Regions from separate parts of the Mus musculus genome. Here all the other regions are linked to region 1. The links are chromatin contacts, called in public HiChIP or PLAC-seq and promoter capture Hi-C maps. All regions are on one chromosome and are shown on one strand. The core of a region is the stretch at or near the end of the contact, and the rest is flanking DNA. Distances in the headings are between cores, read along the strand shown.

Region 1 (7,729 bases), core at 1,843-4,342:
CCCTCAGGTCCAAGGATTCCTTGGCCCGGGTCCCCAGCAGCGCCTGCATCATGGCATCTGCAGAGATCCTCACTCTTCGGAGGGTGGGCCGCTTAAACTTGCCACGGAGGTCATAGATCTTCTGGGTCAGATCTGCAATCTGGGGAGGACCATATGGGGTGTGGAGCCCCCATCTTCCCTCTGCTTCCTTCCTTCCTTCCTTCCAACAAACAAACAATTCTCCCTTGTCCCTTTCTTGCTCTCTGTTTCTAATCTTCTTCCAGCTCTGGCCCCAGATTAAAGCCTCCAGCCTGCACCTCCATGTTCTTCCTGATGCTCCTAGCAGCATCCCGCAAAGTGTCTATACTGGCTAATTTTGTGTCAACTTGACACAGCTGGAGTTATCACAGAGAAAGGAGCTTCAGTTGAGGAAATGCCTCCATGAGATCCAACTGTAAGGCATTTTCTCAATTAGTGATCAAGGAGGAAAGGCCCCTTGTGGGTGGGACCATCTCTGGGCTGGTAGTCTTGGCTCTATAAGAAAGCAAGCTGAGCAAGCCAGAGGAAGCAAGCCAGTAAGGAACATCCCTCCATGGCCTCTGCATCAGCTCCTGCTTCTTGACCTGCTTGAGTTCCAGTCCTGACTTCCTTTGGTGATGAACAGCAGTATGGAAGTATAAGCCGAATAAACCCTTTCCTCCCCAATTTGCTTCTTGGTCATGATGTTTGTGCAGGAATAGAAACCGTGACTAAGACAGCGTCTAACACAACTTGAGCCCACTCTGTGCAGATCATTATTCCCTGTCCCAGAGCTCAACTCAATGCTCAGTTTCTACAGGCCCGTTTGTGCCACCCAGGCTCTACTCTGCAGAGACAGCTTCCTTTGCCACGAGGTACCTGTGCCACTGCCTGCTTTCTGCTTAGAGTTATCTCAAGCACAAGAGTCCATAGCCCCCAGCCCGAAGCTACAGTCTGGAGATCTTGGTGTAATGTGAAGGTCCCAGGCTTCCCCGGGCTCCCCACCTCAGTGATGTTCTTGGTGACTTTTGCTTCCACGTCATATCTCTCTTCATCCACTTTGTCCACCCGAGCGTGAAGCTGTCGGCATAAGTCCTGGTGAAGGAACGCGTGGATGCTGAGAGGGAGGCTGGAGATTGGGTTCCCTGGTCTGAGAGAGGAGACCTCTGGGTCTGAGGAAGGAGGCCTAGGCTCTGGACCCCCGAGTTTGAGAGAGGAGTGCTGGGGTCTGGACTCCTGAGTCTGAGGAAGGAGGGGGTGAAAGGAAGCTGACACCGGAATCTGCACTCCAGGGAACTTAAAGAAATATGGCCGGGAACTAAGAATTCTGAGACCTGGCAGATAGAGGCTGGAGAAATACACTGGGTTTTGAAGCTGTAGGGCTGAACGTATTGCTTGGCATAAGGATTGCAGATCCTGAGCAGAACTTGAGATGGTGCTTATGCTCCTGATACCCAAGGGATGCCAGGCCAGAGATGAGGAACCTCGGGTCCCAGGCTTATCCGGAATCCTTGCTTTGTAAACTGGTACCTGAAGCTCTTCAAAGCCCAGCCCATCCAACTCCAAAGGCTGGCAACGAGTCCTCAGAACGCGCCCCTTCTCTCCACGTCGCTCTTCTGCCTCTCGTTCCATCTCCTGCTTCGCAATCTGCAGCATCAGAGTCTGCGGAATGGTTGGAGCAGACAACAGAGTCCCAAAAAGTATAAGAATAACAAATTTCCCTCCATCCTCCAGAGAGACAGAATATCCGAACATCCAAGTTTGTGTCTTTTATTCAAAACCTGCCTCGTTTCTGCCCGCGCGCACGTGGGGGGGGGGGGCGGGGGAGGCGGGGACTGACACACTCCGGAAGCGAAACCACTCCCCCAAAGCTCCGCCCACCCAAGCCCACCCACTGCGACCTCATCATCACCTTCAACTGAAGTTTTCTGGAGGCGGAGATCTTAGACTTTTTCTGCCAAGGTGATATGGAGAAAGGTCAGTGTGAGGTCCCAAAGTGGACACTGGGTGGAGCTGCAAGGCATCACGACCCACTCGAGTGCATACCCATTCGGGTCAGACATTCTTCAACCAGAACGCGGAGTCCACTGGAAGCCACGCTCCTCGGTCCCATCTACCAATCTTTGTCTCCGACTAGAGCTACGCACTGCCTATCTATTCACTGCTAACCACTACGCTCACGCCTAAACCTTGCTGTAGGCAAGTTCCCCCCAACCACAGGCCGCTGTCACCAAGCCCAACCTGAACCTTTCTGAAATTCTGCCCCACCCATAGGGCTCTGCCCATCACCCTACCACCCCTTTCCAGGGCCTTGGTCCTGCCCCCTTCTGGGTCTCAGAGGATTCTTGAACCCAGAAGCCCATCCTCTTGGACCCCGCCCCACCTTGGCGTGTGGCTCGGTGGCATAGGCTCGGTAGTTGGCAGAGGAGCGGCGTCGGACAGGAGCAGGCGCAGGCTGCGGTTCCCCAGCCTGGAATTGAAGCAGGCTACATCACTACCCAAACCCTCCCATCCAGCCCTTCCTGGATACCTCACCTCTAGCGGCAGGTTCCCCTGCCCACTGGTCCCCAGTCCTCTCCCTGCAGCACCCACTCTGGACCGAAGGTTCCCTACCCCACTTCTTAGCTCACAGCTCACCGCATCGCTGCTCCTGAAGAGAGAGAAACCGTGAAGAGGAAATCACTGATGGTGGTCCCCTGACTCTTGAACCCCAGGAGTCTGATTCCCAAATTCTTACCTCATTTCTACAGAAATCCAACCACCCTTGCCTCCTACTCTCTCAGGACAAGTATCCAACCTGGTTGCACCCTCAAGACCCACCGCACCTCTCCCTGTTGAGGTCTCCACCCCAAGGCTACGAAGATTCACATACTCATCAGCCATGATGATCTCCAGAGGCAGAGAACAGGATCGGAGATTCCTGGAGGGTCCTGGAAGGGTGTCCCTGGTGACCTTGGAGGTCTCTAGAGGTTGGGTTTCCTCTGGGCTGCTCAAGCCTCACTGAGGACACTGAGATAAGGGGCGAGGACAAAGACTAAATATACTGCTGTCTCCTCCCCTGCCCAGGATAAGCGATAACAGGGTGTGAGGGGAGCCGTGTGCAAAGCTCCAGTTGGGTCAACCAAGGTGCCCAGGATCTACACCCCTCCTCCTTTGACTCTAGCGCCCCAGCTCCCTCCTCCCTCAAACTTAGGAAAACCCGGAGCAAGGTCCCTCTTCTCTCAAATCCAAGAGTCTAGACTTCAGCTTCCCATGTTCATACCCAGAAATCCATGCCGGCCTTCTGTCCTCACACCTAGGTCCCTCACTGAACTGCAGTCTTTCTGGGACCTAGTGTGTCCTTTCTCTCCCCCACGTTTCTGTCGGTTTCAGTGGCCCTGGCATGTTTAGTTTGAAGGATCTTATCCTTCACTCCTGTGAAATTCAGCCAAGCCCACTTGCAAACCCACAATCGGGACCCATCCCTGCTGCTCCCACCCTTCTTGGCACTGGAGACCGACTGAGGACAGGACACACAGAGGTGACCCTGCGCTTTTTATTTGAATCACATTCAAGGAAGGCTATGCCCTTGTCCTTCCCAAAAGCAGCATGTCAAGAAAGGCCCAAGACAAAAGAGAGGATCTGGAGCCCAGGGTTGTCCCTTCAGCCTTCGATCCTTGTCAGGATAAGTCTCAGATAACAGTCTAGGACCCATCCCCCACCCTCACCCCTACCCCCCAAATAGTACAACCGAGAGTTCCAGGAAAGGAATTTGAAGTTCTAGTCATATCCCTGGGGTTGAGAAGGAACGCAGAGTAAAACCGCATGCAGGTGGGCTGAGCTGGTGATGTCAATCCCTGGGCCTGCTTCAGCAGTTAAAGGTGGGCTACGTGGTCCCTGGGGTTCATGTTACATGTTTTGGAGGTGCATTCACCCAGGACGTTGCCATAGCTTCCTGGAGTGGGCTTATCACTTCCGGAGGAGAGGCCAGGTCGGCTTGGGGAAGGCTGATTGCTTCTACAGGCAGGACTAGCTTAGCCTGGGGTGGGCTCATCGCCTCTAGAGGTGGGATCTGGTCAGCTTTGGATGGGCTCAACGCTTCTAGAGGAGGGGCCTGGTTGGCCTGGGGTGGACACATTGTCTCTAGAGGTGGGGCCAGGTCAGCCAGGGGTGGGCTCATCGCCTCTAGAGAGGGGGCCTGGTTAGCCTGGGGCGGACTTATCGATTCTGGGAGAGGGGCGCGGGTAGATTCCACTTTGGAGGGCGCGGGTCCAGATTCCACAGCTGAGTCTCCGCCACCCGGAGTGGAGTCCCCTAACTTGTAGAACCTCGCAAAAGTCTCCGAGGGTTTGGTTGCAGTGTGAGGGGCGAACCCAGCCACCCGCGCTATCTCTACAACGCGGTCAGAGAACGCCTTCAACTCCTTGGGCCGCAGGTCCACCAAGTACCTATGTTGGGAAACTGTGTGTGAGGAGACCTGGCTTTTGGCCCAGCTGTGACCTTCCCACCCCACTCCTCTGGCTCACCGAGCTAATTCCACAACCAGGTTCCCTCCGGGGGCCACGCAAGCCCCGAGCTCAGGGCTGAGAAGATGGACCATCCTAAGGAGAGAAAGGACTAGGAGCTGAGATACACAGGTGGGGACGGAGGTCCAGAGCAGGATGGAGACTGCAAAGCTTAAGTTCCGGCTTCTGACAACGAATAAACTGGGGCCCAATCCTAGGTCTCTTACCCACAGGACACGTAGAGGAGCTGGAACCGGCCCTGGTAGCAAGTCTTGTGGTGGAGAGTCTGCGAAGAATCGAGAGGCAGAAAGTGGATAGTGAAGGGTTCTTGAGCAGGCACTGAAAGAGAAGGGAAGAAAGAGGTCAGATCTGGGGCTGAAGAACTGGCTCAGTTGCTAAGCGGGTTTGATACTCTTTCAGAGACCCTGAGTTTGCACCCAGAACCCAAGCTTATAACCACCTTTAACTCTAGTTTCTGGGGACATGGTGCCCTCTTGTGGCTTCCGAAGGCACCTACATGTGTGCTTGCGCAGGCGCTCACATGCTCACACAGAGAGAGAGAGAGAGAGAGAGAGAGAGAGAGAGAGGGTTTCTCTGTGTAGCCTTGGCTGTCCTGGAACTCACTCTGTAGACCAGGCTGGCCTCGAACTCAGAAATCCACCTGCCTCTGCCTTTGCCTCCCAGGTGCTGGGATTAAAGGTGTGCTCCACCACAGCCCGGCTATGAATATAAATCTTGAGAGTCAAAGAGATGTGCACACAAGTTGCAAAGAATATTGGAATTTACACTCCTTATCTGTGGAGAGCAGTGCCGAGAGCAATCGCCATTATAAGATGGCGCTGGCCTCCGCTGTGCCTAACTAGTAAACAAGCCCTGTACGCAGGTGCGAGAGTGAACTCACTCCTAGTCACTGCCCATCTCAGGGCGTAGTAGTGGGGTGATGAGCGAGCAACAAATCAGGAGCTGACATGCCATATCAGGTGCTGAAACACCATGGCTGAGGGCTATATAAGCGACTCCATTTTCTGGGGTCAGGGTCTTCCTGAGAAGTAAGCAATAAAGCTTTGCCGCAGAAGATTCCGGTTGTCCCGAGTGTGTTCTTGCCAGCGGGGACAAAAGCTTGGGATACTTATCTTCTTTTTTTCCCTCCAATTTTTTATTAGGTATTTACTTCATTTACATTTCAAATACTATCCCGAAAGTCCCCTATACCCTCGCCCCCACAATTCCCCTACCCACCCATTCCCACTTCTTGGCCCTGGCATTCCCCTGTACTGGGGCATATAAAGTTTGCAAGACCAATGGGCCTCTCTTCCCAATGATGGCCAACTAGGCCATCTTCTGCTAAAAATGCAGCTAGAGACATGAGCTCTGGGGGGTACTGGTTAGTTCATATTGTTGTTCCACCTATAGAGTTGCAGACCCTTTCAGCTCCTTGAGTCCTTTCTCTAGCTCCTTCATTGGGGGCCCTGTGATCCATCCAATAGCTGACTGTGAGCATCCACTTCTGTATTTGCCAGGCACTGGCTTAGCCTCACAAGAGACAGCTATATCAGGGTCCCTTCAGCAAAATCTTGCTGGCGTATGTAATAGTGTCTGCGTTTGGTGGCTGATTATGGGATGGACCCCCGGGTGGGGCAGTGTCTGGATGGTTCATCCTTTCATCTCAGCTCCAAACTTTGTCTCTGTAACTCCTTCCATGGGGTGTTTTGTTCCCAATTCTAAGAAGGGGCAACACTCCCTATTTTCTACTTTTGTTTTGAGTCAGGCTCTTGTAGCTGAAGATATCTGGAATTGTGACCCAAACCAGGCATTTTCTCCTGCCTCAGCCTTCTGAGTGACAGGCATTCACTGTCCACGCCCAACTTTCTTAGCCTTTTCTTTAAAGTTATTTTATTTATTTATTTATTTATTTATTTTGGTGATGGTGTGTGCCTCGGTAAGTGTGTGTAGGTCAGGTGGCAACCTTTACTGAGTCATCTCTCTCTGTCCACCATTACTTGGATCCCAGGGATAGAACTTGAGCTACAAGGCCCTGACGGCAAGCACGTCTCCTTGCTGAGCTATATTATCGACCTTCCATGTCTTTCTAGAAGCCTTCCTTTTTTTTAATCCTTTGGCTGAACTGAATTGCTGCAAATCTGGGGAGGTGGGCCCACGAGGCAGAGACCCATTTTACAGACAGGAAAGAAAGTGAATGGTCCCTTGAATGAAGGCACCTAGGGAGAGGTGAGTTAAGGACTGGAATAGAAAGAAGGACAGCCAGAATCCATGTAGGGAAAGGGTGTAGGGAGGAATGTAAAGGTTCCCAGTTAGAACTCCAGAGAGGGCTGAGAATCCTACTGGTGGGGTTCAGGGTTTGGGAAAGGGAGGACAAGAGAGAAAAAGAGAACGAATATCAACGAGAGAGCAACTGTCCAGGTATTCCAAACCAGCTCCGTCAAAGCTTGGGGAAAAAACAGTGACTATCTGCAGTTTGCAGCTGCTGGCTACCTACCATCTGGCTCGGGCGACTCTGTCTCCTCCACATTCCCCTGGATGGCTCTCGGGCCCCTCCAGGCGGCTACTTCTCGGAACAGCTCTGTGACGTTGTGCTGCGTGATCTCGCTCGCAGTCTGCGGGGAGAAAGGGGGAGGTGCAGAGGTTAGGCTTTGAACAATAGGGGTGGGTAGGGGCGGGGCTTAATGTATACAGCCAGCCCCAAACTAGAATTCCTTGTTACTTTTCCGGGGCTGGATTTAGGACTTAGTAAGAGAACTGGATCATAGCTCTCCAAGATAGGGACCAAGAAGTTGGGGACAGAGCCTGTTACTTGGATGGAGACACTGGACCAAAATAAGAGGTGGAGCTCAAAAAAGCGTTGGCGCTACTAGGCGGAAAAGGCAGGCTTGGAAGGCCGAGAACAGGAACTTGTCTGCTGGCCCTAACCCTAGCCCCACCAGGCCCACACCTTGACTGGTTGTCCGTTTCTCGTCCGTAAGAGGCTTTGGTCGTCCGCCTCGATGCCAAAAGCCATAAAGGGCCCCGTGGCGATGTCCCCCCAGTATCCGCGCGCAGCCACGCGTTCCCCACGCTGGAAAAAAACCAAAGGTATGAGATCGCAAGTGAGGTCCAAATTGGGGACCTGTACTGGTAGATACCTAAAATACGCAGTCCAGGCCTGCGGTAGACACGCACGTGGCTCAGGAGGCGACCTGATGCCAGAGTCCTGTTGGGCACATGGTAAGCACTCAAGTCTCTGAGTTCAA
Region 2 (7,729 bases), core at 3,027-5,526, 930 kb before region 1:
TTACATTTTTTTTTTTTTTTTTTATGTAAGTACACTGTAGCTGTCTTCAGACACTCCAGAAGAGGGCATCAGATTTCGTTACGGATGGTTGTAAGCCACCATGTGGTTGTTGAGATTTGAACTGGGACCTTCGGAAGAGCAGTCGGCGCTCTTAACCACTGAGCCATCTCGCCAGCCCCCATGTTTACATTCTATAAGGGCACATTTGTACTTCATATCTTGGCTGCCAGATTCACTGGATCATCTAAGAGAAAAGCTGCTAGACACATGTGTAAGAGCTTTTTTTTTTTTTTTGACCAGGTATTTGAAGTAGAAAGATTCACTCCAAATGTGGGTGATACCTTCACTTGGCAGATTTTTAGAAAGGTCCAAGGAAACTTTAAATGTATATGAGTATACTATAGTGTTTTCAGACACACCAGAAGAGGACATTAGATCCCATTACAGATGGTTGTGAGACACCGTGTAGTTACTGGGAATTGAACTCAGGACCTCTGGAAGAGCAGTCAGTGCTCTTAACCACTGAACCATCTCTCCAGTCCAGCTCTTTTTATTTTACTTATTACTGGCTTGCCTTCACATCCTTTTAAAGAATTTTTATTGTTTTTAATTATGTATATGTGTATGCATTTGCATGTAGGTATGTGCATGTGGGTGCAGTACCCATGGAGCCCAAGAGAGGGGGCTAGATTCTTCTGTCGCCAGAATGACATGCAGTTGTGAGCCACTTGGTTCCTCTGTAAGAACAGAAAGTGCTTTCTCTCACATCATCTTTAAATCTTTTTTACAGTCTAGTTGTTATCTCCACTCCCAGTCCACCCTCCAACAGTTCCTCATCCCATTCTTCCTCCCCACTCCCTGGAGCCTCAAGTCTCTCAAGCATTAAGTGCTTCTCTCACTGAGGCCAGATCAGGCAGTCCTCTGCTGTATGTGTCTGGGATCTCGTACTGTATGCTGCCTTGTTGGTGGCTCAGTGTCTGAGAGATCTCGGGTGTCCAGGTTAGTTGAGACTGCTAGTCTTCTGATGGGGTCGCCTTCCCCCACAACTTCTTCCAGCCTTTCCTAATTCAACCACAGAGGTCCCCAACTTCAGTCCATTGGTTGGGTGTAAGTGTCTGTGTCTGTCTTGGTCAGCTGCTTGTTGGGCCTCTGGGAGGGGAGCCATGTTAGGCTCCTGTCTGTAAGCACAGCATAGCATCAGTAATAGTGTCAGGCCTTGGAGCCTTTCCTTGAGATGGATCCCAATTTGGCTGTGTCACTGGACCTCCTTTTGCCCAGTCTTTTCTCTATCTGTCCCTGGAGTTCTTTTAGACAGGAACAATTCTGGGTCAGAGTTTTTGATTGTGGGATGGCAACCCCATCCCTCCACTTGATGCCCTGTCTTAGAAAAAAACTTTTTTTGAGACAGGGTTTCTCTGTATAGCCCTGGCTGTCCTGGAAGTCACTCTGTAGACCAGGCTGGCCTCAAACTCAGAAATCTGCCTGCCTCTGCCTCCCAAGTGCTGGGATTAAAAGCATGCGCCACCACTGGCTGTTTCAGAAAGCACCCTTAACTGCTGAGCCATCTCTCCAGTCCCAAGGTACACACCCTGCAATTTTAGTTTAGTTTTGTTTTTTTTAAAGATTTATTTATTATTATATCTAAGTATACTGTAGCTGTCTTCAGATGCACCAGAAGAGGGCATCGGATCTCATTATGGATGGTTGTGAGCCACCATGTGGTTGCTGGGACCTGAACTCAGAACCTTCAGAAGAGCAGTCAGTGCTCTTAACCACTGAGCCATCTCTCCAGCCCAATTTTAGTTTTTAACAACAGGCATAATATGAGACCTGAGCATCTCACCTAGATTCTAAATATTCTTAGGAGATGCTTGGTCCATGCTGGGGATCCACGGAGTTGAAACATGCTACTTCTTTGTCCCAGGCTTTGAGATAGGCAGTTCCCTCCACCTATAGTTTTCCCACTTACTGTTTGACTGAGTTTACGCTTATGCTTCTCCCAGAAACCAGTTAAATTCCTTTTCTCACCTGAGTGTGGCATAATACACCTGTAATCCTTAGAATTATTAAGGCTTTTAGTACTTTAGGAACCTAAGGCAAGAGGATCTCTAATTCAAGGATGATCTGAGCTACATAGATGAAGAGAGCCTGGCTCAAAAAAAGAATGTCCATGGGCTAGTGAGAAGGACCAGCAGATAAAAGTGCTTGCTGCCAAGTCTGATCACCCAGGATCAATCCCCAGGACTCACGTGGCAGAAGAACAGAACTGACTCTTGCAAGTTGTTCTCTGACTTCCACATGTGCATCATGGCACATGCATGTGTACCAGACAGACAGACAGACAGACAGACAGACACACACACACGATAAATAACATGTAATTTAAAAATTTAAAGAGCATACACAAAAGAGAAATTTGAGAGAATATTATTTCCTGAGTAGAGACTTCGCTGCTACTACTGTGCTTGCTGAATTTTTTTGTTTTGAGACAAGGGCTTAGATAGTTCAGGCAAGCCTCAAACTTTATATACAGGAAGGTTGAACTTGAACTTCTGTCTTCCTCCACCTCCAAAACACCAGGATTACAAGTGTGCACCACTTGACTTGCTCTAGCAACTTTAACAACATCTGCTACAACTGTAGTGAGCTCACCATGGCTACCACTGTTTTTTAATGTCTTGCTGAACTGTTCTTCACAAGAGCTAAAACAAAGGGTAAACTCTCTTCAGTTTGATATGGCCATTGGTTCGCTCACTAAATTGAAACACTAGGGCTGGGGCAATAGCACAGTGTGAGAGCATTTGCCCAGCATGCATGAGGCACTTGGTTCAGTTGCCACACTGGAAAACAGAAAGAGAAAAGGCTCTGGCATTGTCTTGAGTCTTTTAATCTTTCCACAGAAGTGTGGGAGGAAAAACAACATGGTGTGCTAATGAGTGCCTTCAGACCTGACAGTTATGGTGCTTGGAAATTCAGAGATGTCAATTATAACATAGTTACCAGGGCAACAGAGGATCAAGGGAGACCACCATCTCTAGTGCTTTTGGATGCCTGCAAGGTTATTTTGTGGGAGTTATACTTTAAGTGACAGAGCTATAGAACTGAAGAAGGCAATGCACTGACAACCATAATTAACATCCATAGCTCTCCACACTATGTGGGATTACCAGACACATTTATAGTCTTTTAAATATTTTCAGTTTAACATTTTATTAAATTGGACTCAAGTTATAGTTTCATGGCTTGAGATTTTATTTTGGGGGGCTGGTGAGATGGCTCAGTGGGTAAGAGCACTGACTGCTCTTCCGAAGGTCCTGAGTTCAATTCCCAGCAACCACATGGTGGTTTACAATCATCTGTAATGAGATCTGATGCCCTCTTCTGGTGTGTCTGAAGACAGCGACAGTGTACTTATGTATAATAATAGAGAACAGGGACTGAGTGAGAGGGGCCGACTCCAATGAGCAGAAGTCCTAAAATTCTATTCCCAACAACCATATAAAGGCTCACAACCATCTGTACAGCTACAGTGTACTCATATACATAAAATAAATAAATCTTTTAAAAAAAAGAGAGAGATTTTATTTCTTTATCTACAGCCCTCTCCTCCTTTCTCCTCCCCTGCCATCTTCCTCTGCTCCCCTCTTCTTTCACCCTTCCTCTCCTTAGTTGGAAAACAGAGGGTGAGATAGCCTGTCGTGGGAAATTTAAAAAAATAATAAAGGGAATGTAGAACCTGCACGTCTGCGTGCTTGTGCCTCTAGAGGCCCCCAGTGGTCTGGCCAGCCATGCACTGGTGGGCAATGGCCGACCTGTTTTTATCTCATGGAGACTCTGACTCAGAACTCCACAATCTCTCCACCCAGATCTCTAGGTTCTCACTGGCAGGTCATTACCATGCCAACCCCGTGCCTCAAATCTCCCACCTCCTTTGTGGTGCACATCTAGCAAACCCAGGCTTTGCTGTTGTACCTTTCTCTCCTGAAACCAGATGAGCCACCATGTGAAGGAAAATGCAACACAAACTTAGTTCAGAAACAATAGTAACTCAATCTCTGGGCACAACCCCGAAAACCTAACCTTGTAAGCCTTATTAAAATCTGATTCCTCCTGTGGTGAACTCTTGTGGCTCTGCCATAATATCTGGAAACTCTAGCAGCTACATTTTAGGCATTTGCTATCCCCGTTCCAAAACGGGGTTAATTCTCTCCTGCTACCTGCTACCTCTCTTCCTCCCTCCAACCCAGAAGTCCCGCCTACTCACCCAGTGATTGGCTCCTTTATTCATTAGGTGATTGGTTCATAAGAACAGCACCAGGCCGGTCCACAACACTTGCCCCTTTCTGTTCTAAAAAAAAAAAACCGCCGGGCAGTGGTGGCGCAAGCCTTTAATCCTAGAACTTGAGAGACGAGGCAGGCGTATTTCTGAGTTGGAGGCCAGTCTGGTCTACAGAGTGACTTCCAGGCAGGACAGCCAGGGCTACACAGAGAAACCCTGTCTCGAGGGGAAAAAAAAAAAAAAAAAAAGCCAGGCTGGCAAGATGTTTCAGCGGGTAGGAGCACTTGACTGCTCTTCTGAAGGTCCTGAGTTCAAATCCCAGTAACCACATGGTGGCTCACATCCACCCATAATGAGATCTGATGCTCTCTTCTGGCATGTCTGAAGACAGCTGCAGTGATAATAATAAATAAATCTTTAAAAACAAAAAAAAAACCCTTTCTCTCAAATATAAACAGAACACAACTATTACCATTTTATAATCTATAGAGTATAAGATTGTTCATCATTTATGAAATTAAGATAGAACATTGTCATCTATCTTAAGTTAAAAGACTTATGGTTCTACCCTGACTTATGTCCTGGCTTTAGATAGTATACCATCTGAAAATCATCCTCTCAAATCTATTCTTTCAAAGTAAATAGCCTGGGTTGGCTATGAGACTATTAATTAATTTTTCAACCCCATCAGAAATCTGAGAATGACCAACATTAACTGAAAATAAATAAGAAGCCTAACACTGCTTCCAGAACTGAGACAAATTGTAGAGACAGCTGCCTACCTATACAGCCCCCGTAAGTCAGGAAGTTGGAGCATGTCTTGAGCCTTCTGGCCCAGGCTCATCTATCTGACAGACCTTAGAGATACAGGAATACTAAGGACTAGCCTATTCTGTCTCAGCAGAACTAAGCTGTCCTAACCTGTAAATTGTGTCCTTTCAAGAACAGTACAGGTCTGCAGGAGAGATTGGCAATTTTCTACCCAGTGGCAACCTAGCCACAAATGTAGGGCCTCACTTGAAGAAAAGATGCTCAGCTGCTTCTTTGAATCCATGAATGGGAAGCTGTTAGGAGCAGATTTGTCTCAACAAGTGAATAAATGGCATTAACTGTCACATTCTGTGGATTTGTGACATTTTTGAAAACCAACTATCCCTGTAAGTAATCTGGACTGTTCTCCATTAACCGCTCTCAGCTATTTCTAATTACAGTCTCTGAAACACCCTAACAATAAAGTCAGAGCCATGAATTTGCTATTTGGTCCTTAACTCACAGGCTTAATCATCTTAGATCAATTTATAATAACAGTTATAGAACGACTGGGTCTAAGCCCTATACTTTTAAATTTTTTGTATCAATACAAGAAATTTATACCAGCCAGGCGTGGTGGTGCACGCCTTTAATCCCAGCACTCGGGAGGCAGAGGCAGGCAGATTTCTGAGTTCGAGGCCAGCCTGGTCTACAGAGTGAGTTCCAGGACAGCCAGGGCTACACAGAGAAACCCTGTCTTGGGAAAAAAAAAAAAAAAAAAACCTTGATTTTGCATCAAAATAAATTCTGTATCAAAATAAGAAATTATGACATCAACTTAGTAACAAGTAAAAATATTTCTACAAAATGAGATTACAGCTATGCAATCAATTCTAGCTATTCCTCCCTGTTCCAACTATGACCATTTCAACATTCCCTAGAAAGACAGCCTATGATAAGCCCCTCCAGTCCCAAAGGCCAGGGAACTGGAGCAACGACTCTTCATAACGTTTTCAAGCTGAATATGGGCATTGAGATATTTTTAAGGGGAGGGGGGAGGAAGGGTAGGGAAAATAGGATTGGTTAGCCTTAAGAAGGCCACACCAATGATTGATTTAGCCTCTGATGTCTGTGTCTTGATTGGATCTGGCTGAAAGTCCAAGATATCTGGAGACCCACCAAGGCTATATATTCTGTAATATGCAAATCTCAAAACAATTTTTTGGTATCATCAAGATAACCTTTTGTTTGATTCTCTGGAATCTAGTTCCTCAGGGAGTCTCCCTCTATCATATCAGAAGATCAGTCAGGTGCTCTTATACACTGAGCCATCTCACCAGCCCAGCATCCTTTAATCCCAGCACTCAGGAGGCAGAAGCAGGTAGATTTCTCTGAGTTGGAGAACAGTCTTTTGTAAGTTCCAAGACAGCTAGGGTTATACACAGAGAAATCCTGTCTCAAAAAACCACCATCACCACCACCACCACCAAGAACAACAACAAACAATACTACAACAAACATACACAAACACACATACACAAATACAGAGCCCAATGTATACAGCCCACTTTGTTGACCTCACTGTCAAGGTGCTATATCTAGATGGCATTTTTTTTAAAGATTTATTTATTATTATATCTAAGTACACTGTAGCTGTCTTCAGATGCACCAGAAGAGGGCATCAGATCTCATTATGGGTGGTTGTGAGCCACCATGTGGTTGCTGGAATTTGAACTCAGGACCTTTGGAAGAGCAGTCAGTGCTCTTAACCACTGAGCCATCTCACCAGCCCCTAGATGGCATTTCTACATTCTTGCAGCTCCAGTGTACAATAAATCAGAAACAGGAAGCATGGGATGGTCTTGTGACAGCCTTGTGGGGGATAGGAAAGGCAAGGAACACTGTTTCTCTAACCACAGTAACTCAGGCACTAAATGTACAACATTTATCTCTCCAGATCAGGAGAGACTCCAGTTCTCTGTAGGCACTGACTTAAGTGTCCAAAAATTAGACTTGGTTCTGACACTAACTCTCTGGACTCGATGCAGACCCACCAGTTGGGGTCACTGTCCCCCAAGCCTATATCTAGTGTCAGTTACAAGTGGTGGATCTCCCAGTTACCCACATGTCAGGAAGTTGGTTTTTTTTTTTTTGTTTGTTTGTTTTTTGTTTTTTTGTTTTTGGTTTTTCAAGACAGGGTTTCTCTGTATAGCCCTGGCTGTCCTGGAACTCACTTTGTAGATCAGGCTGGCCTCGAACTCAGAAATCCGTCTGCCTCTGCCTCCGAGTGCTGAGATTAAAGGCGTGTGCTACCACGCCCGGCTTCCCACATGTCTTAGTTAGGGTTTTGCTGCTGTGAACAGACACCATGACCAAGGCAAGTCTTATAAAAAACAACATTTAATTGGGGCTGGCTTACAGGTTCAGAGGTTCAGTCCATTATCATCAAGGTGGGAGTATGGCAGCATCCAGGCTGTCATGGCGCAGGCAGAGCTGAGAGTTCTATGTCTTCATCCAAAGTCTGCTAGTGGACGACTGACTTCCAGGCAACTGGGGTGAGAGTCTTAAGCCCTCACCCACAGTGACACGCCTATTCCAACCAGGCCACACCTCCAGATGGTGCCACTCCCTGGTCCAAGAATATACAAACCATCACACCACACTTCTGCCTGACCCCTTGTCATCTTAGGGTTAGGGTTA
Region 3 (7,729 bases), core at 3,434-5,933, 910 kb before region 1:
TTTCTCAGTGTACCTCCCTATCGCCTCTCTCCTTGTGTTCCTTTTCTACCCTCTCCTACCCTCCTTCACCTCACTCCTGTGCCCTTCTCCCATTTCTTCCCAGACCTCACCCGTTACCAGCAGTTCCAGAACATTACTGGGCTGAGACCAGACACCTGGCCCCCAGTCTGTCTTGCGGTAGCGGCAGTGATAACTGCCCCCTTGGGCCGGAGTCACTTCTTCCAGGAAGAACTCAGCCAGCTCAACGGACACATCCCGGAGGAGCAGAGGGGTGACAAGGCCACTTTTGAAGAGTGCAAACCGCCAGGCAGATTGAGGTGCGCGGCAAGTCAAGGTCACGTTGATCCCAGGAGTCACAACTGCAGCAGGATGAGCTCCCAGCCATGGCTGGGGGTATGAGGCTAGGGGCGCTTAATAAAAAAGACTGCTTGGGTCCTTAGGACCCTCCAACCCAGAAGGCCCAGGAGCTTAAGCAGAAGTCGGACACCATGAACCTCTCTCTATAAAGAAGGGGAGGGCCTGGAATACAATCACAGCCGGCCTAAACAAGCTGACAATCACTGGAATAGTACTCTTAACTTTGAGCTTTTCCCCATAGTTGTTTGTGCTAAGGAACAATTCCAGAGCCTTATGCATTGTGGATAATCACTCACTCTACCACTAAGATATAGACTCAAACCTCCTCTGTTTTTTTGTTTGTTTGTTTTTGTCGTCGTTGTTTGTTTGTTTTGAGACAAGGTCTTACGTACCCCTAACCAGCCTTGAACTTGCTATGGAGTGGAGTATGACCTTGGATTCTAATTATAAGCCTCTGCCATCTGATCCTCCTGGATTATAAACCTGTGCCACCATCAGGCCCACCACCTCTCCCTCCTATCTATGCTGAACTGGGACCTATTAGGCAACCAATCTACCAACTGAGCTACATCGCCAACCCCTGCTCCACAATTTTTGGCATAGTTTCAAAATGCCATACCAGACATGGTTACTTTGTTTTAACCTACTGTTACTGTTTTGTTTTTGAAACAAAGCCTCACTATGTAATTCTTTTTGTCCTCAAGCCCATTATGGTGCAGGCTGGCTTCAAATGTGAAATTCTTCTTTCTGCCTCAGCTTTCCAAGTGCCGAGATGACAGATCTGTACTACCACACCTTGACAGAAGCAGTTATAGTTTGCAACATGTCAATAATTATTGCTATGGTTTGAACAAGCTCAACTGAACATTTAATATAACAATGTTGAAAGGTGGGTCTTTGACAGGTAAGAGAATAGGGGCTGAAGATGACTTTACAGTTAAGAGTATTTACTGCTTTTGCAGAGGACCTATGGTTGGCTTCTAGCACCCATATTGGACAACTCATAACTACTTGTAATTCCAGTTCCAGGGGGATCTTGATACCTCTGGCCTCTGCAGGCACCTGCACTCAAATACATCTACTTCTACACAGACACAAGGCAATGGGATAGAATACCAGGTGTAGTGATGTGCCTGTAATCATCCCCCAGAGAGGGCTGGGGCGTGGCTCAGTGGGAGAGCATTTGCCTAGAATGCCCCAGTGATGGACTGGGGTGTGCCTCAGTGGTTTTGTACCTGCCTAGAATCTGCCAGTGAGGGGGTGGGGGTGAGCTCAGTGGTAGAGCCCTTGCCTAAAATGACTCAGTGAGGGACTGGAAGTGCAGCTCAGTGAGAGCACTAGCCCACTATATATACAACCATTGTTTCAATCCATGCCTAGAACAGAGCCAAACAACAAAACTGTAACATAAGCTGGGTAGTGGTGGGCGCACACCTTTAATCGCAGCATTCGGGAGGCAGAGGCAGGCAGATTTCTGAGTTGGAGGCCAGCCTGGTCTACAGAGTGAGCTCCAAGACAGCCATGACTATACAGAGAAACCCTGTCTCGAAAAAAAACAAAGCAAACAAACAAACAAATAAGCCCATAACATAGTCAATGACCCAATACTTCCACTGCTTCACAATAGGCACATTCTTGTTTGTTTGTTTGTTTGAAACAGGAATTCTCTATGTAGCCCTGACTGTCTTGGAACTTGCTCTGTGGACCAGGCTGACCTTGGACTCAGTAATCCATTCATTTATCTCTGCCTCACTAGTACTTGAATTAAAGGCATGCACTGCCACTGGCTGGCTGTTGTTTTGGGTTGTGTTTGTTTGTTTTTTGGGTGTTGTTGTTGTTGTTTGAGAAAGGTTTCTCTGTGTAGCCCTGGCTGTCATGGAACTTACTCTGTAGACCAGGCTGGCTTCAAACTCAAAAATCTGCCTGCCTCTGCCTCCCAAGTGCTGGGATTAAACCACTGCCCAGCTGTTTGTTTTTGAGGCAAGGTCTCATTATGAGTTCAGGCTGGTCTTGAACTCAAAGAAATTTTCTTGCCTCTGTCTTCCTAGTGCTGGAATTAAAGTTATATACTATCACTGCCTATCACCATAGGCAATTCTTATTTGTAAATATATTTAAAGAGGCAGGGCGGTGGTGGGCACACGCCTTTAATCCCAGCACTTGGGAGGCAGAGGCAGGCGGATCTCTGGGTTCAAGGCCAGCCTGGTCTACAGAGTGAGTTCCAGGACAGCCAGGGCTACACAGAGAAACCCTGCCTCAAAAAAAAAATTAAAGAGGAAATATAACTATCTAATAATTGGAAAATATCTCTAAGACAGAACATAAGTTTAACACTTAAGACACAGAACAGGATGACTCATAAAATACTAATTCTGATCTGGTAAGAAAAGGAGGAAGTATGTAAATGCATGGTACGGATGAGTGCTGGGAACCTTTCAGTAGGATTCGGGAACATGGGAAGGGGAAGAAGAAGCCTGTTGCATCTTTTGGTAATAACTGGGCCTTTATAACCACGAGTACCTATTTGATTTATCATTTAAATAGATTTAACATTAGGATGCTGGAGAAATGGCTTAGCAGATAAAAGTACTTGTTGCCCTTGCAAAAACTGGGGCTAGGATTCTCAGCAGCTCATGGTGGCTTACAAGCACTGTACCTCCAGTTTCAGAGGCTCCTCCTGCTGTCTGCTGAACTCTGCGAGCCCTGGACATGCATGTGGTGTGTATGCATGCAGGCAGAACATTCATGTACATAAAACTAAATCAACTGATAACTCAGGGATGAATGGCTTCCCAGTGGTTCTCAGGCCAAATTGAAGCATAGTGGGAAAAATTGAAGAGAGAAGAATTATCTCCTCCATCAAAACCCTGAGAAGAAGCCATCTCGGGTGGGGGAACCTCCTTCTGTGGAAGGCAGGCTCCCGTGAGAGAAGCTCGTATACTTGGCATTGAGGAACTCCTATGTCTGGAGCCTTGAAATATGCCAGGATCTGGCCCTATAGTTTCCCTATATAACTACATTAAATCCTCACTGCAGCCGACTTACCTAAGGAAATGGAGGCTTCAAGACCCCTGTTTTTTTTGTTTGTTTGTTTTTCTTTCTTTCTTTTTTGTTTTTGTTTTTGTTTTTTCCACACAGGGTTTCTCTGTGTAGCCCTGGCTGTCCTGGAACTCACTCTGTAGACCAGGCTGTCCTCGAACCCAGAGATCTGCCTGCCTCTGCCTCCCGAGTGCTGGGATTAAAGGTGTGCGCCACCACGCCCGGCTAAGACCCCTGGTTTGTTCAAGGACATGCAATAATGAACAAGATTGTCTAGGTCTCCTTAACATCCACATTCATGGTCATCTCTATTCACCTATAGTGGTTACTAAAGAGATGAAGGACAAAGTGAAGGGAGAAGAGAGCAACATGCAGGGGGCAAGGAGGAGGGGATGGAGGAAGAAGGAAGGAAGGCTATGAAAGGGGGAAGGGAAAGAGACAGGAGAAAAGGGAGAAGAAAAGAGGCAAGGTATGTAGTGGAGGAAGGGATGGAAGGAGAGAGGAAGAGAGGGGAATGAGGGAATCTGGGGTGAAGCTAGGCACAAAGATAAAATGAGTTGTTGGAGGCGAGGTGTGAGCAGCATAGCATAGAGCAGGTGGAGTCTCCCACTCACCTGTTGGTGTGAAGTCAGCACGGCATGCAGGCCCTGCAGAAGGTGAAGAGTTGGTTTTTACAAAGCCCTTTGTGGACTACCGTCTCCCCTCTAAGGAGCCCTAGACTCTGATTACATGAAGCCTGCCACCGTCTTTTTTAGGATCAAGCAAAACTCTGTACTTCCATTCCCCATACTTAAGAAGCTGCTGTCTGACCCAAGAGGACAGGCCTCTGTTCCCCACCTTTCCTAAGAACAATACTTTGCTCCTTGGGGTTTCTCTGCCTTGGGGTTTGAAGGTTTAGATGCCCCCTCCCTCCAGCACAGTAGACTTGCCCATTTACCATGAGAACTGAATACATTCTTTGACCCCTAGATATCCCTTACTCTCCTCTGCCTGGAGATCCAGAGAAACCTATGCTCACCCCCGACCCAGCAATCTGTCTTCCCCCGTTTAGGACTCAGGTATCTGGGTACCAGTCCTGATTCCTTTTTCTAAATTGGATGTTGAATTCCATATGAACAGATATAGCCCTCAGCCCAGCCAAGGATCCACACACAGGGGAGGGACAGCTCACAGAGAGTCGACAGCTGGAGTATCAGCGACAGGACCATGGTGGGCACTCTCCGTGGAGCTGAGGAAAAGGTTGACCCTGCCTTTTTCACTCTGAGGAAATGAAGCAACACCAGAAAGCCATGTGAGAGTCCTGTTTAGGGAACAGAGGAGTCAGGTGGAGGCTCCTGGGTAACTGTGTCATAGTTTCATTGTCTTGGAAAAAGTTGCAAGATGGAACAGTCATAGCCTCTGGTGTTCTTTAATTTAACTTAAAAGTTGGGGAGGAGGGCTGAGGACGTTGTCGCTAAGTAGAAGACCACTTGCCCAGAGTAGCCTCAGCACTGAGGAGAGAAAGGAAAGGGGCAGGTGGGAGGAAGAAAAATGGAAAAGAGGAAAAAAACAACAACAACAACAAAAAAAACAAAACAAAAAGGTAGAAAGGGAAAAAGAAGCTTGCTGTACAATATGTACTATGCCGGTAACAAGAGAAGGCTCAGACTCCATTACTGCTCTCACTGTCCAGTCCAGATATGTTAATTTTTTTAAGTGATGTGCATTATCTTAGAGGCTCAGGCTTGTAATCTCACCAGCTTGAGAAACCAAGGCAGGAGGCTGTCAAGTTCAAAGATTGCAGGGCCAACTTGAGCCATTTAATGCCCTGTCTCAAAATAAAAAGTAATGAAAGGGCTGAAAAATGTGGCTCAACAATAAAAGATATGCCTAAAATCCACCAGCAGGGACCTGGGATAGTAGAATCTATCAGCAAGTGGACGGAGGAGTGGCTCAATCGGAGATGGGTAGCCTAGCCTGTCCTGGTTTCAGTTTTCAGCACTAAGGGGCAGATGGAGGGAAAAGCCATGATCTGCATGCTAGTAACACAAAGCACAGGCAGTCCTTAATATATTTGGGATTAATTTAGAATTTCCAGAATGAGCTTATGTCTAGATGTGATCTCAATGTAAAGCTGACTTTTTTTTTTTTAAGGTTTATTTATGAGTACACTGTTGCAGTCTTCAGACACACCAGAAGAGGGCGTCAGATCCCATTGCAGATGGTTGTCAGTCACCATGTGGTTACTGGAAATTAAACCTTTGGAAGAGCAGACAGAGCTCTGAGCCATCTCTCCAGCCCAAAGCTGACTTTATTACAGGAGAACGTTATGTTACTTCTCCGATGCATTTGCTGAGTTATAAACTATAAGAAAATGGTGAGGCCAGCAGGTGTTCAAGGTGGTTTAAATCTTTCAGTCCTCTTAAGCCTCACTCCAGAACTACAACTCCCGAAAGGGTCCACGTCCTCGCCCAAGGGGCGGGGCCTCACGCAAGGAGAAGGACCACAACTCCCAGAGAGCTCCGCTCCTTGTCGCCGCCAAGAACAAGATGGCCGGGAGTAAGTACAGGTTTGGAGCTCGCGGGGATCAAGTAGTTCCAGGAAACTGTGGGCTGATCCGTGGCTGAGTCTCAGTGGAGCCTTGGGGACCGGTAATCCGTCCCAGAATAGGGGCGCGGCAGTCACGAGGGTGCAGAGCAGGGGTGATACGAGAGTGTTAGAGGTCACCGCAGTAGTCCCCAAGGGTGACTGTCTTCTCACCTCTCTAGGAATCTCTGCCTTCCTCAAGAATGCCTGGGCGAAGGAGCCGGTGCTGGTGGTGTCCTTCTCTGTCTGGGGCCTCGGTGAGTGCCCCCTTCCCCGGCGCGAAAGTGCATCCTCCACCCGGAAGTCATCAGCATTCCACGGCACAGTTTCATCTCGCATCCCCTTGCCAGCCATATCCTGACATTACTGTCGCTCTTCCCTCACCACACACAAGAGGTGCACATTCAACTCAGTTTGACTCTGTAGGCAGAACTCCTCGGCGAAGTCTGACTTATGCAAATCTCTCAGCAAGCCTCCCACCTTGCAGTGGGACAGGGTTACTCACAGTTCTGATGCATTGAAGCCCGGGAGATGGAGGTGACCTGTTAAATTTTCATTCTGAAAGTCTGGGGTGAGGCCTTGGATTTGGCAGCCATCACAGTACCAAAATTGTCAGTATTGCTGGCCTGGAGTGTGACAGAGAAGTTCTAAAACCCACCACCAGCTATCTACCACCCTGACTTTCAAAGACCTAGAATGCTCTAATGTATGTGGTTTTAATTGATTATATGTTGAAATAGTGATTTAATGTATACTTGGTTCGTTCTTAAAGTTAAAATTACATTTTTTAAGGTGTGTGTGTGTGTGTGTGTGTGTGTGTGTGTGTGTGTTGGCTACCAGTTGGGTTTGGGGGGTCGGAGGACAACTTACTGGAGTCAGTGCTCATTCTGAGTTCCAGTGAGCAGGTAATTTTAACTATTGAGCTCTCTCACCACACTAAGGTTAAAAACTTCCTTGAACTGACTTCTTCTGAATCTTTTCAGTTTTCTTTTTTATAGAGGATACAAATCACTTAGCTCAAGTGGGCCTCAAACTCACAGCAGTCTGCCTTGGGTTCTTATGTGTTGATATCACACGCCTGAGCCACCATCCCTGCATATCTTTATTTTATTTTATTTTAATTATTATTATTATTATTTGGTTTTTCGAGACAGGGTTTCTCTGTGTAGCCCTGGCTGTCCTGGAACTCACTCTGTAGCCCAGGATGGCCTCGAACTCAGAAATCCACCTCTGCCTTCCAAGTGCTGGGATTAAAGGCATGCGCCACCACTGCCCGGCACGTATCTTTTCTTAAAAATGTGTGTGCGCCTCTGGAGGCAAGAAGAGGACGTAGGTTCTTTTTCCTTTGGAGTGGGAGATATTAGGCATTTATGAGCTGCCTGACATGGCTGCTGCGGATTGAACTCAAGTCTTCTGGACGACTAGAAAGTACTCTCCTTACCTGAAGAGCCATCTCCCAGCCCCCTCAGCTTTTACACACTATGTTATCTGTGTTTCTGTATCCACATATGTGGGAGTGCTCACAAAAGCCAGATACGTTTGTTGGATGCTGTGGAACTGGAGTCAAAAGGTGCTAGGAGCCAAACTCTGCAAAGCAGCAAGTGTTCTTAATTGCTGAGCCATCTCTAGCCCCTTAACATGTGTAGTTTAAGATGTGAAATTAACATGTGGTTATTAACTTGTATCAGCAACACTAACCTGATACATTCCTTTCATGGCTATAGCCCACATGGGCTAATCTAAAGGCTATCTATCGTGACCAGTCTTT
Region 4 (7,729 bases), core at 1,351-3,850, 600 kb after region 1:
TTCCTTCCTTCCTTCCTTCCTTCCTTCCTTCCTTCCTTCCTCCCTCCCTCCCTCCCTCCCTCCCCCCCCCCCCCTCTCTCTCTCTTTCTTTCTTTCTTTCTTTCTTTTTTTTTTTTTTTTTTTTTTTTGAGGCAGGGTTTCTCTGTATAGCCCTGGCTGTCCTGGAACTTACTCTAGACCAGGCTGGCCTTGAACTCAGAAATCTGCCTGCCTCTGCCTCCCAAGTGCTGGGATTAAAGGCAAGCACCACCACTGCCTGGCTAATATCTTCTTCAATTTCTTTCTTCCAAGACTCGAAGTTTTTGTCATACAGGTCTTTCCTTGGCTTTGTTAGAGTTACCTCAAGATATTTTACGTTATTTGAGGCTATTGTAAAAGGTGTTGTTTTCCCAATTTCTTTCTCAGTCCATTTGCTACTTGTAGGGGCTGCTGATTTTTAAAAGTTAAGCTTGTATCTAGTTACTTTGTTGAAAGTATTTATCAGCTGTAGGATTTCCCTTGTGGATTTTTTTGTTTGTTTGTTTTTTGTTTTGTTTTCCAAGACAGGGTTTCTCTGTGTAGCCCTGGCTGTCCCGGAATTCACTCTGCAGACCAGGATGGCCTCGAACTCAGAAATCTGCCTGCCTCTGCCTTCCAAGTGCTGGGATTAAAGGCGTGCGCCACCACGCCCGGCTCCCTTGTGGATTTTTTTTTTTTCCAGAGCTGAGGACCGAACCCAGGGCCTTGCGCTTGCTAGGCAAGCGCTCTACCACTGAGCTAAATCCCCAACCCCCTTTGTGGATTTTTTTAAGGTCACTTATGTATACTATTATATAATCTACAAACATCAATACTTTGACTATTTTTTGAAAAATAACTTGTATCCCCTTGATTTCCTTCAGTTGTCTTATTGCTCTAGGTAAAACTTCAAGTATAATAGTCAATAGATATGTAAAGAGTGGACAGCTTGTCTTCCTCCTTATTTTGGTAGAACTGCTTTGAATTTATCTCCCTTTAATTTGATGTTTGCTATCAGATTGCTTTTTTTTTGGGTTTTCAAGACAGGGTTTCTCTGTATAGCCCTGGCTGTCCTGGAACTCACTTTTGTAGACCAGGCAGGCCTTGAGCTCAGAAATTCTCTGGGGGCTGGCGAGATGGCTCAGTGGTTAAGAGCGCGACTGCTCTTCCAAAGGTCCCGAGTTCAAATCCCAGCAACCACAAGGTGGTCACAATCATCTGATGCCCTCTTCTGGAGTATCTGAGGACAGCTACAGTGTACTTACATATAATAAATAAATAAATCTTAAAAAAAAAAGAAATTCGCCTGCCTTTGCCTTTCAAATGCTGGGATTAAAGGCATTTAATTAAAGGCACCACCACTCCCGGCTTATCAGATTGCTTTATATTGCCTTTGCTATGTTTGGTATGTCTTTTGTATCCCTAGGCTCTCAAGGAGTTTTATGATAAAGAGGTGTTGGATTTTGTCAAAGGCCCTTTGTGCATCTAAAGATATGATCATGTTTTTTTTCCCCTTTTAATTTGTTTATGTGATAGATTACATTTGCTGATTTTATTTTTCTCTTTTTTAGAAGATATTTAGAAGATATTTCAAATATGAAATACAACTTTATTCTGATTCTAAATGAAAGAGTGGGAATGACAGTTACAAACAAGATTTCACCACTGACTATTGTGATGCTACGGTAGCAGTCTTATCTTTGAAATCCAGAACAACTCTGTTCCAGGGGGCTAAATACGCAAGTCCAAAAAAATGAAGGTGTATTTTAACTGCCACATTCACTCCGAAGCCCATTCATCTCCTTCAGCATCCCAATGAATTGCACGATCTCCTTTAGCTAAATAAGGTGGCACACACACTGCACCGCTGGCTGGCATCACAGGACAGTTGCCTAAAATAGACTTCTGACGCAGGGCTCCAGCTTCACTTTCTCACAGGTCATCTTCCTCATCTGGGAGAGCAGTCGTCTGAGCAACCTCTAAATCATGCTCGTACTGTGCTGCCAAAGCTGGGTCCATGACTACCTCAGGTGGGGCAAGAGCAGGCATGGCAACGAACTCCAAGTTAGGATCTCCAATGAGCTTTCTGGCAAGCCAGAAGAAAGGCTTTTCAAAGTTGTAGTTACTTCTGGCAGAAATGTCATAGTACTGAAGATTCTTCTTTCGGTGGAAGAGAATAGGTTTTGCCTTCACTTTCATGTCTTTAACATCCACTTTGTTGCCACACAATACAATGGGGATGTTTTCACACACACGCACTAGATCTTTATGCCAGCTAGGCACATTCTTGTAAGTAACTCTTGATGTTACGTCAAACATTATAATGGCACACTGGGCTTGGATGTAGTAGCCATCGCGCAGCCCCCCGAACTTCTCCTGACCGGCTGTGTCCCACACATTGAACTTGATAGGTCCTCTGTTGGTATGGAAGACTAATGTGTGCACCTCCACGCCCAGGGTGGCTACATACTCCTTCTCAAACTCTCCGGTCAAGTGGCGCTTCATGAATGTCGTCTTTCCGGTGCCGCCGTCGCCCACCAGGACGACCTTGAACTGGACCTGCGGCTCTCCCTGGGCGGCCATCGCGGCGATCCTGCCGGAGAGAGCGGCTGCTGCACGTGCGCCCTCTAAAGGCAGCGGCCGGGAAGAGCGCGCGGGAAGGCAGACTCTGTACCAGACTGTGGGGGAAGGGAAGCTGGGCACCGCCCGCCGCTGCGGTGCCCACCCGAAGGACAACCAACCCTCGTGTTGCGCTCTGCCGGGTCCTTCCAGCTACCTTCCAGGACTGATTTTCACTTACTGAACCATCTCTGCATTTCTTGGATGAAGCCTACTGAATTGTACCGAATCAAGGATTCATGACAGGGACACAGAGGAAGGCAGCTTGGCTCAGTGAACTGCCTGCCATCCTGAACAGATCTGTTAGATCTGAACTTTTCTGACAAAACTCCTTTTGCCTAAGCAACGGGCTGCACAATTTGTTTTTAGAGACAAAGGAAAAAAAAAAGGCGATCTTATGTCAAATATAAAAGAAATATAGAGCCGGGTGTGGTGGCGCACACTTTTAATTCTAGCACTCAGGAGGCAGAGGCAGGCGGATTTCTGAGTTCGAAGCCAGCCTGGTCTACAAAGTGAGTTCCAGGACAGCCAGGGCTATACAGAGAACCCTGTTTCGAAAAACCAAAAAAAAAAAAAAAAAAAAAAAGTATATATATATATATATATATATATATATATATATATATATATATGTGTGTGAAGGAATGGAAGAATTAAATGAGAGTCAGAGATTGAACTCTTGTAGAAAGCCAAGCTTGATATCATAGGTAGTAGGAAATTTTTTTTTTTTTTCAGTTACTGAAGCACTTTAATTTCTTTACACAATGACGTGTTGCTGGGGCCTAATGTTCTCACTGAACAGTAGAAAACCAAAATTTGTCATTTCTTAAAGAATTGAGTACAACAAAACCTTACATAAATTAAAGAATGAATACATTTACAGGTGTCGATGCAAACGTTCCCAACTCAAGGCAACTAACAACCGATGGTGGTCAGGAGGGAAGAAACCAGAACGGAAACTGGGTCCTAAGGCTCGGACTTTCCCACCCTGTTAGACTGGCAAGAAGGAGTGGTAACTGGTTCAGGAGCCCTTGCCAGCCTCGGGAAATCCTGGAAGTCTGCTGTTGGTTAATACCCTGCACAGATCACTCCGTGGTGCTCACAGAGATCCACCAGGCTGGGCCTTTCTCTTCCACTGCGTGTTCTCCCCAGCCCCAAGTGACCGAGCCACATGAACTAAGGACTGAATCAAGATATGCACAGGGTGTTAAACATATACCAAGGGAGCAGTTAACTTGAATACAAGGTCAAAAATCAGCAAGTTCTATGATCCAGTGCTGATATCAGATACACGCTTCAAGGACAAATTTCTTTTCAAAGGCTTATTCCAGTTTCATGAGGCTAGCATGAGGTGTGTACATTTGCCAGGGCAAATCGATACTTCAATACCAGCTCATGCAGCAGATGCCTGGCACCTGCTCAGTCCATCTAGAAGCATTTGCAGTGGACGATGGGCCCGACTCATCATACTCCTGCTTGCTGATCCACATCTGCTGGAAGGTGGACAGTGAGGTAGGATGGAGCCGCAGGTCCAGACTGAGTACTTGCGCTCAGGGGGAGCAATGATCTTAATCTTCATTGTGCTGGGTGCTAGGGCTGTGATCTCCTTCTACATCCTGTCAGCAATGCCTGGGTACATGGTGGTACCACCAGACAGCAGTGTATTGGCATACAGGTCTTTGCAGATATCCACATCACACTTCATGATGGAGTTGAAGGTGGTCTCGTAGATGCCACAGGATTCCATGCCCAGGAAGGAATGCTGGAAGAGTGCCTCCGGACACCAGAACCGCTCATTGCCAATGGTGATCACCTGCCCATCGGGCAGCTAGTAACTCTTCTCCAAGGAGGAAGATGATGCAGCAGTAGCCTTTTCTTGCTCAAAATCCAGGGCAACATAGCACAGCTTCTCCTTGTCACAATTTCCCTCTCAGCAGTGGTGGTAAAGCTGTAGCCCCGTTCAGTCAGGAATTCATGAGGTACTCTGTCAGGTCCTGGCCAACCAGGTCCAGACACAAGATGGCGTGAGGAAGGGTGTAGCTGTCATAGATGGCCACTGTGTGTGTGACCCCGTCACCAGAGTCCATGACAATGCCAGTGGTGCGCCCAGATACATACAAGGAGAGCACCTCCTACGCCCACTCCGGTGAAGTCTGCTTGACAGGCCAAGAGGCCTGGAAACACTCACGAGGCAATGAGTTTCAAGGAAACTATGCCTCCTGGAACCTTGGCATTCCCATAGCCCGTATACTCAAACCCTTTTCCCGTGTTAGTTTGGTGTATGGATCCACGTGCTCTCTTTCAGTATTGTTTTATTATAAGTGCCTTTAAGATTTGATTGCTTGACATAGCTAAGCCTTCGCCAGTGTTGCAATGTCCTAGAAAATCCTCGACGCCGAGGAGCTTGGAATTTAGTGGGAATTCAGTGAGAAGGTTACCTATTCAGTAACATTCAAATTTACTTCTAGTAGAGAAGCGTGTGTGTGGCCCCTGAGGAGCACCCAGTGCTTCCGAACGGAGCTAGAATAGCTCAGGGCTAGTCTGCAGAGTGATTATTTAGGACAGTAGCCTTAGGACACAATGGCCTAGCAAATAGGTGGGGTAACCATGAAAGAGTTAGGGAATCCCCCTGGGACAGGTTTCTTCACTAGGCCCAAAGGAACAGCATAATCAGGCATTTACTAAGAACCCCTGGTGGTGGGTTTAACAATAGACTAGCATTACACCTGGCTCCTTTCTAAGTGGTAAATGAGGCCTGGTCCCCCGCCATCTTTTGATGTATGCATTCCTTTTGTTTTGTGTCACTGTAACTTAGCGGATGTGTTCGCCTGGTTTCTTGTTATTCTGTATAAAAAGTTTGATGCTGGATTTGATAAATTACACTCAGATTCAACACGTTCTCTTGTCACGTCTGTTTGTCACTCGCCCACTCTATGCCCATCTGTCTGAGACTCTGATTCCGCAGACCGAAGAGGGCCCACAGAGCCCCAGTCCGTGGCAAGCACCACCTGAATGGTGATGTACAAGGCTGGGGTATTGAAGGGTTCAAACATTATCTGCGTCATCTTCTCTCTGTTAGCTTTGGGGTTCAGGGGGGCCTCGGTCAGAAGCACCGGGTGCTCCTCAGGGGCCACACGCAGCTCATTGTAGAAGGTGTGGTGCCAGATCTTCTCCATGTCGTCCCAGTTGGTGACAATGCCATGCTCGACAGGGTACTTCAGGGTCAGGATACCCCTCTTGCTCTGGGCCTCATCACCCACGTAGGAGTCTTTCTGGCCAATGCCCACCAAGACACCCTGGTGTCGGGGGAGCCCTATGATGGAAGGGAACATGGCCCTGAGGGCGTTGTCATTGACGTGCCGGAGCCATTGTCAATGACTAGTGCGGCTATTGCGATTGATTGGCGATGGAGCAGCGGCAAGAAGCGCAGTGTAAGCCTGCAGCGGAGTGTGAGCAGGAAATAATTTTTGATCTATTCATCTTGTGCCAAACTGAAAGAGAATCAAATCCAAATAGAGTAATCCTGTAACCGCAAGGCTTTTCAACACCAATCTTAAGGAAGAAGATATTGAGTTTAAAGAAAATTGATTTATTATCATTTAATTTTTAGCTCTCATAAAACTGGTATTTGTTTGTTTTTTCCTTTTTCAATATTTTTATGTAATCAAGGAAGACTTCAGTAGTAAATGTGTTTTAAAAAGTTGTGTAATCAATGAATAAAATTTCTGAGGAAATGATTTTATGTTTAAATAACATGTGAAGGAGACATTGCTGTCAGAGTAGGAAAAGTTGTGTCGAGAGGAGCTTCCTCTATGTCTCCCCTCTCACGAAGTGAATGGCATCCTGTATCTGACCTTCCCTTTGCCCCTCTTGCATTCACCCTTCTATAGACCCTGCCCTTAGCCAAGGCTGGTCCCAGCATTTCTCTGGATTTAAGTTTGTCTGGATAAAGGTTTATCCATCTTGTTGATTTTCTTAAAGAACCACCTCTTTGTTTCATTGATTACCTGTACTATTTTCTATGTTTCTATTTTACTGACTTTACCTCTGTATTTTATTATTTCTGGCTTCTGGTTCCCCTTGCTTGTGTGTGTGTTTCTTTTTGTTCAAAATCTAGAGCTTTCAGATGTGCTGTTATGTTGCTAGTATGAGATCTCTCCAATGTCTTTATGAAGGCACTCAATGCTATGAACTTTCCCTTTCATGGTGTTCCATAATTTTGGGTATGTTGTGTATTCATTTTCATTGAATTCTAGGAAGTCTTTAATTTCTTTCTTTTTGACTTGACCCTGTAGTTGTTCAGTAGAGAGTTGTTCAGATTCCATGAGTTTGTGGGCTTTCTGTTGCTTCTGCTGCTGAAATCCAGTTTTAATCCACAGTGGTCTGAGAGGATGCAGGGGGTTATTTCACGTTTCTTGTATGTATTCAGACTCACTTGTGTCCCAAATACGTGGTCAGGTTTTTGAGAATGTTTCATGAGTTGCTGAGTAGAAGGTATATTTCTTTGTGCTTGGGTGAGTTTTTTTTGTAGATATATCTGTTAGGTTTCTTTGGTTTATGATGTCGGTTAGCTCCACATTCCCTGTTACATTGTGTCTAGATTATCTGTCCATTGGTAAGAGTAGGGTATTGAAGTCTCTCACTACACGATGAGGGTTAGTTTGTGATTTAAGCTGTAGTACTGTTTCTTTTACAAAGTGGGTATCCTTGTGTTTGGGGTGTAGATTTTTTTAAAATAAAAATTTATTTCAAATGTTGTTCCCGTTCCCAGTCTCTCCTCTGCAGCACTCCCCGCTTCTGACCCTACACCTCCCCTTTGCCTCTAAGAGGTGCTCCCTCACCCACCTACCTACTCCCAACTCACCCCTCTAACCTCCCCCTTTGCTGGGGCAACAAGACTCAGCAGGACCAAACACTTCCCCTCCCATTGATGCCAGATAAGGCATTCCTCTGCTACATATGTAGCAGGAGCCATGGACAGACTCATGTACACTCTTTGGTTGGTGGTTTAGTTCCTGAGAGCTCTGAAGTTAGTTGATATTGTTGTTCTTATGAGGTTGTAATCCCCTTCTGCCCCTTCAGTCCTTACCTTAACTCTTTCATTGGGGTCTGC

The links. Promoter capture Hi-C pulls out the DNA fragments that hold promoters and counts their contacts. HiChIP or PLAC-seq counts read pairs in DNA pulled down with a chosen protein or histone mark.
Region 2: an H3K4me3 HiChIP or PLAC-seq map of embryonic stem cells shows a contact between it and region 1, with 7 read pairs. The contact joins the enhancer-like site here to the promoter of Tnni3 in region 1. A contact is called at or near these places in 8 of 39 promoter capture datasets (the 3T3-L1 cell line, the HPC-7 cell line, embryonic stem cells and 3 more), 3 of 15 datasets of contacts at CTCF or cohesin (embryonic stem cells and large pre-B cells), 18 of 484 Hi-C or Micro-C datasets (B cells, the Ba/F3 cell line, the G1E-ER4 cell line and 10 more), 10 of 115 datasets of contacts at active chromatin or transcription factors (embryonic limb bud, embryonic stem cells, epiblast stem cells and 1 more) and 1 of 9 other capture datasets (adipose tissue).
Region 3: a contact with region 1 is called in a promoter capture Hi-C map of embryonic stem cells, with 7 times the contacts expected there. The contact joins the promoter of Oscar here to the promoter of Tnni3 in region 1. A contact is called at or near these places in 18 of 39 promoter capture datasets (the 3T3-L1 cell line, the C10 cell line, the HPC-7 cell line and 10 more), 4 of 15 datasets of contacts at CTCF or cohesin (embryonic stem cells, large pre-B cells and pro-B cells), 22 of 484 Hi-C or Micro-C datasets (B cells, the Ba/F3 cell line, CD8 T cells and 12 more), 23 of 115 datasets of contacts at active chromatin or transcription factors (bone marrow-derived macrophages, craniofacial prominence, differentiating embryonic stem cells and 11 more) and 3 of 9 other capture datasets (adipose tissue, embryonic stem cells and macrophages).
Region 4: a promoter capture Hi-C map of liver shows a contact between it and region 1, with 4 times the contacts expected there. The contact joins the promoter of Rasl2-9 here to the promoter of Tnni3 in region 1. A contact is called at or near these places in 4 of 39 promoter capture datasets (cranial neural crest, hippocampal neurons, liver and 1 more) and 1 of 9 other capture datasets (adipose tissue).

The regions. Positions count from the first base shown.
Region 1 is chr7:4,519,436-4,527,164 of GRCm38.p6, forward strand. Tnni3 (troponin I, cardiac 3) reads right to left here and starts at 3,093. Exons shown (of 8, transcript NM_009406.4): 1 at 2,870-3,093; 2 at 2,635-2,647; 3 at 2,381-2,467; 4 at 1,910-1,951; 5 at 1,528-1,659; 6 at 1,003-1,092; 7 at 1-139. The coding sequence starts at 2,880. It overlaps Dnaaf3 (dynein, axonemal assembly factor 3), which reads right to left. Exons shown (of 12, transcript NM_001033548.3): 7 at 7,659-7,729; 8 at 7,432-7,554; 9 at 6,979-7,096; 10 at 4,709-4,820; 11 at 4,503-4,577; 12 at 3,498-4,424. The coding sequence ends at 3,881.
Region 2 is chr7:3,591,060-3,598,788 of GRCm38.p6, forward strand. No RefSeq gene overlaps it. Among named protein-coding and RNA genes, the nearest start is that of Oscar, 21 kb to the right of the region's middle. Within about 2 kb of position 4,277, at least 88 of the 459 cell types and tissues checked have an H3K27ac peak or open chromatin away from gene starts, as enhancers often do. A contact at or near this core is called in the Ba/F3 cell line, the G1E-ER4 cell line, embryonic stem cells and 2 more, where this site is marked.
Region 3 is chr7:3,611,474-3,619,202 of GRCm38.p6, forward strand. It overlaps Oscar (osteoclast associated receptor), which reads right to left and starts at 4,684. Exons shown (of 5, transcript NM_001290377.1): 1 at 4,568-4,684; 2 at 4,011-4,043; 3 at 111-410. The coding sequence starts at 4,604. Ndufa3 (NADH:ubiquinone oxidoreductase subunit A3) reads left to right here and starts at 5,900. Exons shown (of 4, transcript NM_025348.3): 1 at 5,900-5,934; 2 at 6,144-6,218. The coding sequence starts at 5,925.
Region 4 is chr7:5,123,350-5,131,078 of GRCm38.p6, forward strand. Rasl2-9 (RAS-like, family 2, locus 9) reads right to left here and starts at 2,601. Exons shown (of 1, transcript NM_009028.2): 1 at 1,593-2,601. The coding sequence starts at 2,580. The coding sequence ends at 1,930. It also overlaps the pseudogene Gm47692.